Regions from separate parts of the Pan troglodytes genome. Here region 2 is linked to region 1. Evidence: chromatin contacts called from public HiChIP or PLAC-seq data. All regions are on one chromosome and are shown on one strand. The core of a region is the stretch at or near the end of the contact, and the rest is flanking DNA. Distances in the headings are between cores, read along the strand shown.

Region 1 (7,212 bases), core at 3,353-5,852:
TTTAAAAATTAGCCAGAGGTAGGCTGGGCGTGGTGGCTCATGCCTGTAATCCCAGCACTTTGGGAGACCGAGGTGGGCGGATCACGAGGTCAGGAGATCAAGACCATCCTGGCTAACACGGTGAAACCCTGTCTCTACTAAAAATACAAAAAATTAGGCAGGCATGGTGATGGGCGCCTGTAGTCCCAGCTACTCGGGAGGCTGAGGCAGGAGAATGGCGTGAACCCAGGAGGTGGAGCTTGCAGTGAGCCAAGATCGCACCACTGTACTCCAGCCTGGGTGACAGAGTGAGATTCCGTCTCCAAAAAAAAAAAAAAAAAAAGCCGGAGGTGGTGCATGCACCTGTAGTCCCTCCTACTGGGTGGAGGTGGGAGTGGGGAATCACTTGAGCCCAGGAGATCAAGACTGCAGTGAACTGTGGTTGTGCCACTGCACTCCAGCCTGGGAGACAGAGTGAGACCCTGTCTCAAAAAACAAATAACAAATAAAAACCAGCGTGTTTGTGTCATCTTAATTGACAGATCATCATCATGATTATCATCACCACAACCATTTGTTGCGAACTCATCAGGTGTGAGGTGCTGGGCTTTTGACATGAGCCTGTGACGTTGTGACATGCTTTGCCAACATTTGTCATTATTTTTCTTTTTTTTTTTTTCTTGAGAGAGTGTCTTGCTCTGTCGTCCAGGCTGGAGTGCAATGGCATGATCTCAGCTCACTGCAACCTCTGCCTCCTGGATTCAAACGATTCTCCTACCTCAGCCTCCCAAGTAGCTGGGACTACAGGCATGTGCCACCACGCCTGGCTAATTTTTTTTTTTTTTGTATTTTTAGTAGAGACAGGGTTTTGCCATGTTGGCCAGGCTGGTCTCGAGCTCCTGACCTCAGGTGATCCACCCGCCTTGGCCTCCCAAAGTGCTGGGATTACAGGTGTGAGCCACTGCACACAGCTGAAAGTCACTTTGAAACAACCAATCCACTTTTTGTTCTGTTTCTGCTTTGTCAGCCTTCTCCATCTGTAAAACCAGCCTCCTCTGTTCAGCAAATCGGGACACTCATTCTATTGCCCAATTCTAGAATAACAAATAAAAGCCAATTAAGGCTAGGTGCTATGGCTCACACCTGTAATCCTAGCACTTTGGGAGGCTGAGGCGGGCAGATCACCTGAGGTCAGGAGTTCGAGACCAGCCTGGCCAACATGGTGAAATCCCATCTCTACTAAAAATACAAAAATTAGCTGGGTATGGTGGTGCACACCTGTAATCCCATCTACCTGGGAAGCTGAGGCAGGAGAATCACTTGAATCCAGGAGGTGGAGGTTGCAGTGAGCTGAGATCATACCACTGCACTCCAGCCTGGGCGACAGAGCAAGAGAAAGAGAGAGAGAGAGAGAAAGAGAAAGAGAAAGAGAGAGAGGGAAAGAGAGAGAAAGAGAAAGAGTCAATTACGCTATTTAAACTGATTGGTTGTAATTTTGTCTCTGACAGCCTTTAGACATGGATTTTTTGAAGCTGTGACAGAAGTGAGTCCCCTCGGCAGAGTGACAGAGCTGTTTGTCCTCTTCCCCTGCCTCTTTCCCCAAAGCAAAAACCCACGTGCCACGGCACCCAAACTGGGGGAGGGACCTACTTTTCCTAAGTCACACCCTGCTCTATAAGTGGGTACCAGGGGGTGGCAGCCACTGGTATTCTCAGCTGGTCTCGCCCCACCTGGTATGAAAAAGCCTCCATCCTATGAGCTAGCTGGAGTTGGGCCGGCAGGGCCCAAGCATTCTCAACCTGCCACACCTGGAGAAGAGCTTCCATGCTCCAGGTGGGCCTTGTGGGAAAGTCCTCTCTGCTGTACCTGCTTGCAGTAGAGATTCTGCAACACAGGGATGGGCAGGGAGGGGTGGGGTGCTGTGTAGAGAAAGGCCAGCAGCCTTCCCCTCCCAGGGCAAAATGAAGAGCCAGACTAGGAGCTGGGAGCCCCTGTCTTTTTGACCACACCTGCCTAGAGTATAACACCCCAGGTAAAACTTCCATGACACAGAGCTGGGGGGTTAGGGGGAGAAATGGTGTTTTTCTAACACCAAATATTTGTTACTTTTCACACCAATTCTCTGATACCAGCTGGGTATCCAACATGTGAGAGTACGTAAAATTTAAAAGCTGGCTGGGTGCAGTGGATCATGCCTGTAATCCCAGCACTCTGGGAGGCCAAGGCGGGCAGATCACTTGAGATCAGGAGTTTGAGACCACCCTGGGCAACACGATGAAACTCCGTCTCCACCAAAAAAAATTTAAAAATTAGCCAGGCATGGTGGTGTGTGCGTGTAGTCCCCAGCTACTCGGGAGGCTGAGGCAGGAGAATCGCTTGAACCCAGGAGGCAGAGGTTGCGAGCCGAGATGGTGCCACTGCACTCCAGCCTATGTGACAGAACGAGACACTGTCTCAAAAAAAAAAAAGAAAGAAAAGAAAAAGAAAAAAATTGTAAAAGCTGTTGGAACCCCAAAACCACTTTAAGCCTTGAGAGATATGCGACTGTGATGTGGGTCATAGAGCCTGTTCTGCAGATCTGCCTCTTAGACTGGAGCTTAACCCTCTTCCCCATTGTTCCTGTTCTGTAAATGATGAGGAAAGACCAGAGACCAGAACTCCCCCTCCCCATCACTGACCTTGTTGGAGATTAACTGCCTCTTTTATTGGCCTGTACCTAACTCAGACCAGATGGCGTCGTGAACAGAGACACTGTGGCATGATCATAACTCACTGCAGCCTCGAATTCCTGGGCTCAAGCAATCCTCCCACCTCAGCCTCCTGAGTAGCTGGAACTACAGGCGGATGCCACCAGGCCTGGTTAATTTTTTTTTTTTTAGAGATGGGGGTCTTGCTATATTGCCCAGGCTGGTCTTTAACTCCTGGCCTTAAGTGATCCTCCCACCTTGGCCTCTCAAAGTGCTGGGATTATAGGCATGAACCAGTGCACCTGGCCAAGGGCATGTTTAATGATGCCTGGCCTCCCTGCTTCCCCAGGGCCTAGGTTTCTTCCCTCCAAAGTCTCCCAGAGGTGACAGTACCCCAGGCCACTGTCCACTGTCCTTGGCCGGTGCTGCAGTCTGCATGGCTTTGTGCACTGCCTGACTCCCCTCAGAAGACCCAGCTCCTGCAGGGTTTGTGTCTCACAGCTCCAGCAGCTCTGGGCCCATCAGCCTCAGTCTCCAAGACTACGGAAGGCAGCTGGAGAAGCGATAATGAGACAGTGCCCCCGTGGCAAGTAGCGGCCTATGGTCCAAAGTAGGGAGCTTTGGGGAGAGTCTCCAAGCAAACCCCAGAAAGTGCTCTCCCTCCACCCTGCAGCGTCCCCTCCCTGCCTAGAAGTTCAGCTCGTCCCTCTTGCCACGTGGTGCTGACAAAGCCATCCTGGTGCTGATGAAGGCGAGGAGGGCAGGTCTCCAAGCTGACACCCTCTGTGGGCTCCAGGCTGCTCGAGGGGCTGTGGGCCCCATTAAGCTGGGAATTCAGAGCTACCCCCTGCGATGGGCCTGGGGAAAAGAGAATAGAAATGGGGGAGGCACGGGGAGGCCCCCGGTCAGCTGGGAGCACTGTGGGAATTTTTGCCCGCCTAGGCTCCTGTGGGAGCAGCTGTTCAGGTGGGGGAGGGGGCAATGTCCAGCAGGAGCAGGGCCATCGCATTGAGCTGGAAGGGCACTGGGCCAGGCCTCCCCGCTCTCCCCACAAGGCCTGGGCAGCCAGAGCTCCCTCACTTGTAAGTGCACTCAGGCTGAGGCCTGTGCAGAAGCATGGGGGTCTCTTCCCTCTGCCAGTCACATTTGTGCCCTCCCAGGGCTGCCCTGCCTGCAGGGAACAGGCACCCTGGGAAGGGCAGACCACCACAGGCGAGGTCCAGGGCTGTCGGAAATTCCAGGCAGGCCTGCCTACCACACAAAGTGGGCGGGAGCTTCATGGGCCACCACTCACTAAGTGCCCCCAGCATCCCTGGACCGTATCCCTGCACAGGGAACTTTACAGATGCGGTCTTGTGAACTCTTTCACAGAGCAGGGTTCAGGCCATTGGCCCAAGGACCCACTGGAGGTCAGACAGAGCCCAAATGTGGGCCCACTTTTGACCAACCAATCACTTCTCTGACCTTTCTCATCACCAACAGTAAAAATGCCCCCACCTCCCTGTGTTTCTGACCCGTCACCGTGACCCCAAGCTCTCCTCATCCCCCTGCCCCCGCCCCAAGGGTCCTACAACTCACAACATCTAGTTGCTCCAAGAAATCACGTTTGCTGAAGTACCACTGCCATTCCCCTTGGCTATTGTCAGAGTTTTTCAGGGTGGTGCTATAGTCATCTCTTGCTAAGTGACAAGCCCTGGGACGACAGGGATGGAAAGTACCTGCCCGCTGTCCCACGGAGTGAGTGCCTGGGCTGGTGGGGAACACAGGCAGGCACACAGGCATGGCTGGCTGAGATTGGGGCTGGGGATGGAGCTCATAGAGGCACCCAGCTGCCAGCCAGGGCCCCATCAGCTGGACGCCCTAATGCACCCATGCCAGGACACTGTCACCCCAGGCCACAGCTGCAGAACAGGCTTTGTGTGCCCGAGGTTAGTGTCGTCCATCTTCTGATCAGCACAAAGGAAAGGATGGCGATTTCCAGGGCCCTGACCCACATGAACTTTCCCCATGGCGCTTATTTCCACGTGGGAGAAAGAGGGGTGTCCCCAGAAGCCCAAAAAGTTGCCCTGGGAGCCAGGCATCCTGCCTGCCATGGCCTGGGACTCCTGGGCCTGGGGCCTTACTGATGCCATCTGCCTTGGAGTGGGACCTGGTACTGGCACCCAGCAAGAAGAGGGCAGGGTCCCTTTAAGCCCAGCCTCACTCCCTCGGCCTGTTGCTATGTACGGGACCAGCTTCCTTAGCAACCACCTGGCCTCTTCCTGGGGCCTGGAGCCCTGGTTGCCATCAGCCATGGCTCCCAAAAAGAGTGTGAGCAAGGCAGGCAAGGAGCTTGAAGTCAAGAAGAAAGGGGGCAAGAAGGAGCCGGTGGTGGCCGTGGAGCCGCCTCTGGCCAAGGAGATGAAGGAGTTCTACCACATCCAGATCCGAGACCTGGAGGACCGGCTGGCCCGGTGCGTGGGCTGGCGGGCAGGAGTCTGGTGCCCTGGGTCAGAAGCCCCCGCCCAGGTGGCCCCCATGCAGGTTTGGCCACGGGGCCTTAGGCCTGTGTTCTGACCTCCCCTGGGATGTCCAGACCCCATCCCGACCCCAGCCTCATTTCCTCATACGTACCTTTGGGAGGTTTCAAGATTTTGAGGGTAAATGGATTTCCCCACCTTCCCAGCTCCTAGAACCCTGGGCCCACGATGCTAGCTCGTGGCCCCACCCCAGGCAATCCCCACGTCCCCCTGCCTCACTCCTGCCCCATGGGATCACAGGCTTTATGAAAGGGTGGAAACAGCCCTCTGGCAGGCGGGTGGACCCCCAGGCCCCACTTCCACTTCCTGGCAGTGGCACCTGTGCCCCACTGACTCACCCAGCACATGAGCCCAGTTGTTTCTCCATGCTGGGCCTCAGTTTCCCCAAATATAAGTGGGGAAGGTTGATTCCCCCTCCATGGCTGTGACATTCTATTCTAGAGCCAGTTTTGTGTGTGACATAGTGCCGGGGGGAGATCCTCTAACTCTTCATTAGAGCCATGTTCACCCGCCCATCATTTTCTTATGTTACAACCAGTTTCCTCCCCGTTGTGAGGCACCAGCCCCAGTCTCAGGGTGACCTTAAAAGACAAACCAGTAGGCGGCAGCTCTTCCCCAGGTGACTGATGCTGTGGGTAACCACAGCTAATGCTGAGTCCCTCGTGGTGCCAGGCAGGCCACGGGCTGGTGCTCACTGAGTCCTCACAGCAGTCTTACTAGAGAGGTCCTGATGTCATCCCCATTGCACAGATGGGGAAGACTGAGGCTCAGAGAAGGGAAGTCACCCCCAGGAAGAGGAGGCACCAAGATGGGGGCCCTGGCCTCCTGACTCCCCTATGCAAGACTGCTTCCTCAGCCCACACCCCTGAAATGCTCTGTGTGCAGTCACTATTTGAAAGATGTTGGTCAACTAAATTATGATGTAAAACAACTTTCCAGGCCAGACACAGTGGCTCAGGACTGTAATCCCAGCACTTTGGGAGGCCAAGGTGGGCAGATCATGAGGTCAGGAGTTCGAGACCAGCCTGACCAACATGTTGAAGCCCAGTCTCTACTAAAAATACAAAAATTAGCCGGGCATGGTGGCGGGCGCCTGTAATCCCAGCTACTCAGGAGGCTGAGGCAGGAGAATCACTTGAACCTGGGAGGCAGAGGTTGCAGAGAGCCGAGATCGTGCCACTGCACTCCAACCTGGGTGACAGATCGAGACTCCATTTCAAAAATTAATTAATTAATTAAATTTAATTTAAAAAAACTTTTCAAGTAACTTCAGTTACTCCATTGAAAACCACTAAATTGGTTATGTGATACTGATTAACACACTTCCCTTGAAATTCACAAACTTCCCTTGAGCTGAGATATCAGGTAGAATATATTCAAGGCAAATGTATTTAACAGAGTTATTGGGTGCTTACTATTTGCCAAGCCCTGGGAATACAGAGGTGGAGGAGAGGGACGTGTTACTAGGTTTTGACCACTCAGTGGGACAAGGGCCAACTTACAGGAGCACCAAAGAGAGGGCCACAAATGTGGCTCAGGGCCAAGAAGGGTCCACTGAGGAGAAAACACCAAGGTTACTGGATGGAAAAAGGTAAGGGAGATGCCAGGTACAAAGACTTGGGATTGGAAAGTGTGGAAGAGTTATGGAGGGATGCAGAGCTGGCCGACTGCAGCAGGCATTGTGGCTAAGAGCCTTGCTTCTGGGGATCAGACTGATTCAGGTTCAAGTCCTGGCTGTGCCACTTACAAACTCAGAGTTCCTTTATCCTTCTGAGCCTCAGTTTCCTCATCTGTCAAATAGGTATAAAATCATCATAGTACCTACATTCTTATAGGTTGTTGTAATGATTTAACAAACACACTGCACACCTGCTATCTGCCAGGCACAGGTGTTGGGGACATACTTGTAAACATAACAAGGCCCTGCCCTCATGGAGTTTACATTCTAATGATGTAATGAAAATAACATGCTAAGCACAGGCATTGGCTGTGGTCATGACTGTCGGATCAAGGGGCATAGTGGAAGA
Region 2 (7,212 bases), core at 3,072-5,571, 94 kb before region 1:
TCGCTCTTTGTAGATGTATGCATGGTGGAGGGGGTGACAGCGACAGAAACAATTACTTTTCATTCTTGCCAATGAATCTAGCAGCAAATAAGCGGGACACAGACTGAACTCTCCATAACCCATACCTATCTATTTAGCAGTGATTTAATTCAGCCTAATGATGTGTCATTTTTAAGAAGGATATTAATAGCTAACATTCACTTGAGCCTTACCAGGTTCCCAGTCCTGGATAAAGTACCTTATAAATATTATCTTGTTGAATTCTTTAGAAACTGCTCCTAAAGGAGTGTCGCAGAATCAAACGGCCCAGAGGCCAGGAGGAGGGGATGTGGGTGAACACAGAACACCGCAGCTGGTGATGCAGCTTAAAAGCAGAAGGGAGGGAGGTGCAGCCCGAGGCTGTCGGAGAAGCGGCCCAGACTGGCCCCAGGGCTCTGCAACAGGCTCCAGGTGTGCAGGGGGGGCACAAGCTTGTGATACCGCGTGAAGGACTCAGGAGGTCCGGTGGAGGGGTGGCCTCTCTCCCGCTGGTTGGCTCCATTGCTATTTCTGTCTCTTCGTTCTCAGTCTCTCCAGGCCGCTCCCTCTCCATCTGTCCTGATCGCCAGCCTCTCCCCCGCTCCTCTCCGCAGCGGTCGGCCCACCTGGAGCACTCCCCGCCGCCACGTGACCCGTGCGTAAATCGCAGTACTCTTCCCACCCCTGCGCTGGGCCAGCACCCGGCTCTGCGGAGGCTGCAGGCCGCGCATGCGCAGCTGTGGACGCACCTGCGCGCCCGCTGGCTGGTGCCGCCGACCAACCCCGCGCATCCTGCGGCTGCTATTCCGGCTGGCCCTGGCGCTGGGCCCGGGTCGGGGGCGCGGACCCGCCTGGGTCCAAACTCCCGAGGGTGCTGATTCTCTTTGCTGATACTCTCCCAACGAGCTGTCCACACAGCCAAACCTCACCTTAGGTCTGGGCACTGGGGCTGCACCCTGGGCGCTCGACGTTCTCCCCTGGTCATCAGGAAGTCAGAGTCCTGGCTCAGCCGTTAGAGCTGTGTGACCTTGGACAACTGACTTGATCTCTCTGCGCCCCAGGAACGTGGAGATAATAATAGCACCGACCTCATAGGGCAGTAGTGAGAATCCAGTGAAAATTCATGAGAGCTTTTTTTGCACAGTGCCTGGCATGTATCAAACTCCCAGTAAATGCAAATTAAGAATACAGAGCAAAGGGTAGTATTGTGTGATAGCTGAGGGAGTATTTTACTCTTTTTTTCTTTCTTTATTTGAGAGGGAGTCTCCCTCTGTCGCCCAGATTGGAGTGCAGTGGCGCCATCTCGGCTCACTGCGAGCTCCGCCTCCCAGGTTCCCGCCATTCTCCTGCCTCAGCCTCCCGAGTAGCTGGGACTACAGGCGCCCACCACCACGCCCGGCTAATTTTTTGTATTTTTAGTAGAGACGGGGTTTCACTGTGTTAGCCAGGACGGTCTCGATTTCCTGACCTTGTGATCTGCCCGCCTCGGCCTCCCAAAGTGCTGGAATTACAGGCGTGAGCCACCATGCCCGGCCGTATTTTACCCTTTCAAGTGGATCATTTTGCTGGCTTCTCAGTCACCCTGGGAGAGAGGCCTGGAAGTTTTATTTGTCCCCGTTTCACAGATGGGGACACAAGGCTCAAAGATGTCAAGAGGTCTCCAACCAGGTCTTGGATGCCAAATCAGCGCTCCCAACCTGAATTCCTGGGTGGATTCACAGTCTGTCACCCCACTCTATCTTCCAATCATGCTACTTTAAAAAAAATCCATTCTGATTTTTGTCATCCCCAGTGAACATCTCAGGTACACATCTGCAGGAAAGGCTTTTTTTTTGTTTTTTGGTCCTTCCTTCTACAGAAAATAAGAAGCTACTATATATTATTTGCTGTGACCTTTGAGAAGGTCCCTGAACACGAATCCCAGGCCACTAAGAAGTCCTGGATCCTGGCATCCAGGCCTACCCTGGGGGCTCTTCCTCCAGCCCTACCCCTCAGGCTTTCTCCTCTCTAGTCACAATGTCCCTTCTCTGTTCCTGGAAGAGCCAAACTCCTTTCTGCCACTGGGTCTTTGTACCTACTGTATATCTGCCTAGACACTCTCCCAGGTCCCTCTTACCACCGTTTTCCCATCTCAGGAAGCCAGCTCTGACTGTACCCCAGCCAGTCCACTGGGCCAGGTGCCTTGCTATCCACTCTTACAGCCCCTTCTCCATCTGCTTCAGCACTTGACAGAACAGTCACTCAATGCTGTAATACCTTGTTTCCTGTCTGTCCCTCAGCTAGAATACCAGCTCCTTGAGGACAGAAATTGTCTCCATCTTACCCACAGCACATGGCCCAGACCTTGGCCGCACTCAATAAACGCTTGTTGACCCACTGACTGGATGAGTGACAAGAGGAGCCCTTGGCCATTCCTACTCCTTAGCTGCTAAGGAATTTTCCAGCTTCGAATTTATATTTTCATGGCAGATACAGAAACTGTGGAGTCTCTGCTGATATGTGCCAGCTGGCGAAGGAGGAAGCATGTGGCATTACCAGTGCATCCTAGGTCTCCCCATGTTTACACACTATCTCCTCCTCCAAATACACACAGGGGCTATCAATATGTTTCCTGGGCAAAAGGCAAGGCCCAGACATAGAGAGTTGACACATTAATGCCTCCTCTCTCTCTGAACCCATCTGAAGGTTCTGTTGGGGGTAGATTGGGGTGGTGGTGAGAAGATGGTCAAATCTGCTTGACCTGGGGCTGGCGACTGAAGTAGGACATGTAGCCTCTTGTCCTGGCTCAGCCACCACTGGCTTCTGTGACTTTGGAAAATTCCTCCTTAGTTCTCAGCAGGTTTTTTGTTTTTGCTCAGTATAAAATAATGGTTCAGAATTCAGATCCTAGAATTGGATCTTTCCTTTGTCATTTACTAATAAAGCACTTATCCACTCTGAATCTCAATTCTTCATCTGTAAAATATTATTATGCGTCTTAATAATATGAAGATTAAAAACCTAGCTCAAATGTATTCCAAATATTTAATGAATATTCACTGATTTTTACTACTACTAGCTCTCTTATTCTTTTTTATTTTTAATTGGCTCAATTTGTGTTACTTTGAAGCCAAAAGCAAGCCCTCCCCCATATTTCAAAAGTAGTATCTGAGACCAGCCTGGCCAACATAGTGAAACCCCGTCTCTACTAAAAATACAGAAAATTGGCCAGGCGATGGTGGCGGGCGCCTGTAATCCCAGATACTCTGAGGCTGAGGCAGGAGAATCACTTGAACCTGGGAGGCGGAGGTTGCAGTGAGCCAAGATCGCGCCACTGAACTCCAGCCTGGGCGACAGTGCGAGACTCTGCCTCAAAAAAAAAAAAAAAAAAGGAAAGAAAAAAGAAAAAGAAAAGCAGTATCTCCTATTAACAAAGAAAGTCGAGCAAAAACTGACCTGGGACCGCTTTAATAAATACGGACTCCAGGAGGGAGATACTGAGACCAGAGTCGGTCCCACAGTATATTCGTATCAGATTTGGGGCTTAGAAACTTCTAAACTCTGAGCGCCCATAAGCAGGATGAGATTCTGCCTTGTACATGGTCGTAGCTCCAGGGGACAGAATAACGGCTTACACATAAAAGTGACAGAATACTGAACATTAGCTAACGGATGCTACGCTGCCTGAAGGTAAGTCTAGTGCTATTTCCAATATCTCCGAGACTTGGTTTTTTCACAGGAAAATGGAGATTAAAAATAATGCCCATAGGTATGAGCTAAGAGGAGTGTAAACAAAACAAAATAAAAAGCAATGCCCAGTGATTGGAGGATTTGATGAGATGATGCCCGCGAGGTGCTTGGCACGGAGTTTGACACAAGAACTCAGTGTTGGTGAATGCACGAATGCAGGTACCCAGCGACAGGGAGGTGCTGTGAGTGGATTCACCCTGGCTTCGCTGCGGCTGGGAGTGGGCGCTGCTAGTAAGAGATCTCGCCTCCAAGCTCCTTCCGTGGGCAGGAAAAAACGGAAGCTCCCAGAAAGAGGAAAGACAGGACCCGAGCGGGGTTTCAGGCAGATGGAGCGCGTCGGTAGCCTGTGGCCAGGGATCCCAGCACCGAGGGGAAAGAGGAGGCCTGGGTACCCTGCGCCCCGGGCGCGCGCGGCGCGTGAGGTGAGGGGGAGGGCGCGGCTCCGCACCAGCCAGCGGCCGCCTGGCGCCCAGCCGCATCTCGGGGGGCGGGGCTGAGCCTCCGGGCCGCAGTGCGATTGGCGGAGGCGAGTGGGTGACGCCAACGGCCGGCGCGAGGCCCCGCCCCCGGCTTGCCCCGCCCCCGCGCGCGCCGGCGGCGGGGCAGCCTCGCTCTGGCTCGCGCCGCGCCCCCGCGCCCATTCCGCGCGTCAGTCGGTCCCTAGCGCGGCTGCGGGGCGGAGAGCTGCGGCTGGCCCAGCGCGCCCACCTGAGGAGGCGGAGGGGTCCGCAGGCGTCGCGGGACGAGGAGATCGGAGCCGGGAGACTCGCGCAGCGCCATGGCCCCCATTGGCCTCAAAGCTGTGGTCGGAGAGAGTAAGTGGAGCCGGGATCCTTCCAGCAGGCGGGGACTGCGGCTCCCGAGGAGCCCCGCGCGGCCCCTGCCGGCAGCGCCCAGGCCTCCGAGCGGGCTGCCGGCCCTGCGCCCCGGGCCTGAGGCTCCTGGTCCGTGGGGTCCCGTTATTCAGGCGCCGCCCGCGCGAGAGGAAGGCTTGCCCCGCTCTCCCCTCCCTCACCTCATGTTTCACCCCAGCCCTCCCCCTGCAGCCCGCCCTCCTCCCTCCCCATCCTCCTTCCTCGCGGTCCCTGTCTCCCTTTTCCCTGCATCCTCCTTCCCCTCCATCCCTCCCTCCCTCTCTTCCCTTCACCCCCCTTTCTCTCCCCTCGCCCCATCCTTCCCCCTTCCCCCACCCCTCCCTCACCCCACTCTCTCCATCCCGCCTCTCCCCCATCCCACCCTCCTTCCCCCTCTTTCACCCCCAACACCCGTCCCTCTCCTTCATCTCGCCTCTACCCCCTGCAGCCCGTCACCCTCCCCCGCACCCCCATCCTCACCCCCGTTACCTTCCCCTCAGTCCCCTCTCCCCTTCCTCGTCTTTATTCCTTGAGCGCCCAGACTCCGCTCCCTTTTCCTGCAGTCCCTCCTCCTCCCCACCCTCCTGGGTGAGTCGTGACGAGCGAGATCCTGGCCTGCGTCCTCCTCCCCCGCCCCGGGCCGCGCCGCGGTCCCTGGCTGCGAGACCCACCTGGGAGACTAGGCGCAGTGGCTCGGCCTGGGGAGGAGACGCCTGTTTTCCGGAGGCTGAGCTCTGCTGGGCCGGGGCCACCTCACTCCTCCCCTTCCCGGGGCTTGGCTTCCAGGGCGGGGACTTATCAGGATCCTGAACCCCTGAAATCACTCGGGAGATGAGGAGAGCTTCGGTGTCCGCCGCCCAGCGCCGCAGTCTGCAATCTCCCTGCTTGCGGGGCTCTGCCCTGCCGTGGCCGAACGCTTCAGGAGCTCAGACCACGGTGGCAGGGAGGAAATGGTTGTTTATGGGTTTGGATGAAAGGCACCACATGAATGGATTTTTAAAAATGGGTGGCGGCGAGTGGCGGCCGCAGCGGAGCGAGGGCTGATGGTGGGTGACATTTGCAAAACGGCATCCACAGTGCTAAATAAGATTGGTGATATGTGTGGAAAAACAGTGCCTCGTCAATATTTTGGCACTGTTTTTCTTTATAACAAAAAAATGTGTAAGGATTGCTGTGGCTTTTGCTATCTCTTTGGGGATTAAGTGAAGATTAAAACTGGGCTTTTCTCTGTAGGAGAGGATAAGAAAGGAAAAAGAATAAAATGGTGGAAATTTAGTTTCCTTTCCAATGATTCTCTCCTATCATAGCGCGCGCTCGCTGTGGAATGCTTTTGGCCATGTAGTGTTCTTGTTGGGCACCATAGCTGTTTTATTTCCCCTCTCCATTCTTTTCATTGATATATAGGAAATACTCCTACTGAGGAATCTAGTTGTAAAACCTTATCTCACCTATTACATCAGAAGAAAATTGTTATAAAAACTGAACACCAAATAAAACAAAATTTTAAAAGGTGCTCATCGTAACACCTTCATTGTACCCATGCAGTACGGGTTCTGATACTTGTACTCGAGATGTTTAGGGCTAGGAGGACCCATAGGGATCCTCTAATGTCAACATCTCATTTTACCCATGAATAAGAAATGGAGACTTAGAGCAGTTAAGTGACTTGACACGATCAGTGTTAATTTGGTAAAACCTGGTGGGCATTTCCTTGCAACATTAGTAAAAAATAACTTTCTTCATTATTCTGTATGTATCTTTTCTTTCCAATATCCTTTTAAAGCGTGAAATATAGAATAGAATGTTACAGGTTGTATTCTTTAAAATGTTACATTTGTACTTTGGGAGGCTGAAATGAGAGGATTGCTTAAGCCCAGGAATTCAAGATCAGCCTGGGTAACATAGTGAGACCCCATCTCTATAAATATAAAAGTAAAATAAAATGGTATATTTGAACACTACACATTGAAGATAAAATCCTCAAGTGTTATAGAAATCAAGTTTTGCATCATTTTGCTGGAACCCTTGTTTATGCAAGTGGCTCCATAATCCCCTTCCCCCACCTTTAATTAGAAGAAAGCATAAAGGTAAAAAAAAATCAGTATGCAAGCATGGTCAGAATTTACTTTCTGAAATAAAGCAAACACATTGCACACAAAGATAACAAAGCAATTTTACATAAAATTGGTGAGGATGGCTAGGTGCAGTGGCTCATGCCTGTAATCTCAGGACTTTGGGAGGCCGAGGCCGGCGGGTCACCTGAGGTCAGGAGTTCGAGACCAGCCTGACCAACACGGTAAAACCCTGTCTCTACTAAAAATAAAAAAAATTAGCTGGGTGTGGTGGTGGGTGCCTGTAATCCCAGCTACTCGGGAGGCTGAACCCTCGCGTGAACCTGGGAGGCAGAGGTTGCAGTGAGCCGAGATCGTGCCATTGCATGCCAGCATGGCAACAGAGCAAGACTCCATCTCAAAAAAAAAAAAAGAAAAGAAAAGAAAAAAGAAAAAAAATGGTGATTATGTGAACAGAGTTCTATTCCTATAACAATTAGGTATAAATTTTAGAAAAAAAATGTTGAAATCCTTTGTCAATGATGCAGGTTAATTCTGGC

What was found. HiChIP or PLAC-seq counts read pairs in DNA pulled down with a chosen protein or histone mark.
Region 2: an H3K4me3 HiChIP or PLAC-seq map of stem cell-derived excitatory neurons shows a contact between it and region 1, with 2.4 times the contacts expected there. The contact joins the promoter of STXBP1 here to the promoter of CFAP157 in region 1. A contact is called at or near these places in 1 of 7 Hi-C or Micro-C datasets (stem cell-derived neural progenitor cells) and 1 of 1 datasets of contacts at active chromatin or transcription factors (stem cell-derived excitatory neurons).

Annotation. Positions count from the first base shown.
Region 1 is chr11:10,746,994-10,754,205 of NHGRI_mPanTro3-v2.0_pri, reverse strand. It overlaps CFAP157 (cilia and flagella associated protein 157), which reads left to right and starts at 4,602. Exons shown (of 9, transcript XM_054659115.2): 1 at 4,602-5,119. The coding sequence starts at 4,674.
Region 2 is chr11:10,840,676-10,847,887 of NHGRI_mPanTro3-v2.0_pri, reverse strand. It overlaps STXBP1 (syntaxin binding protein 1), which reads left to right and starts at 4,321. Exons shown (of 19, transcript XM_016961721.3): 1 at 4,321-4,562. The coding sequence starts at 4,526.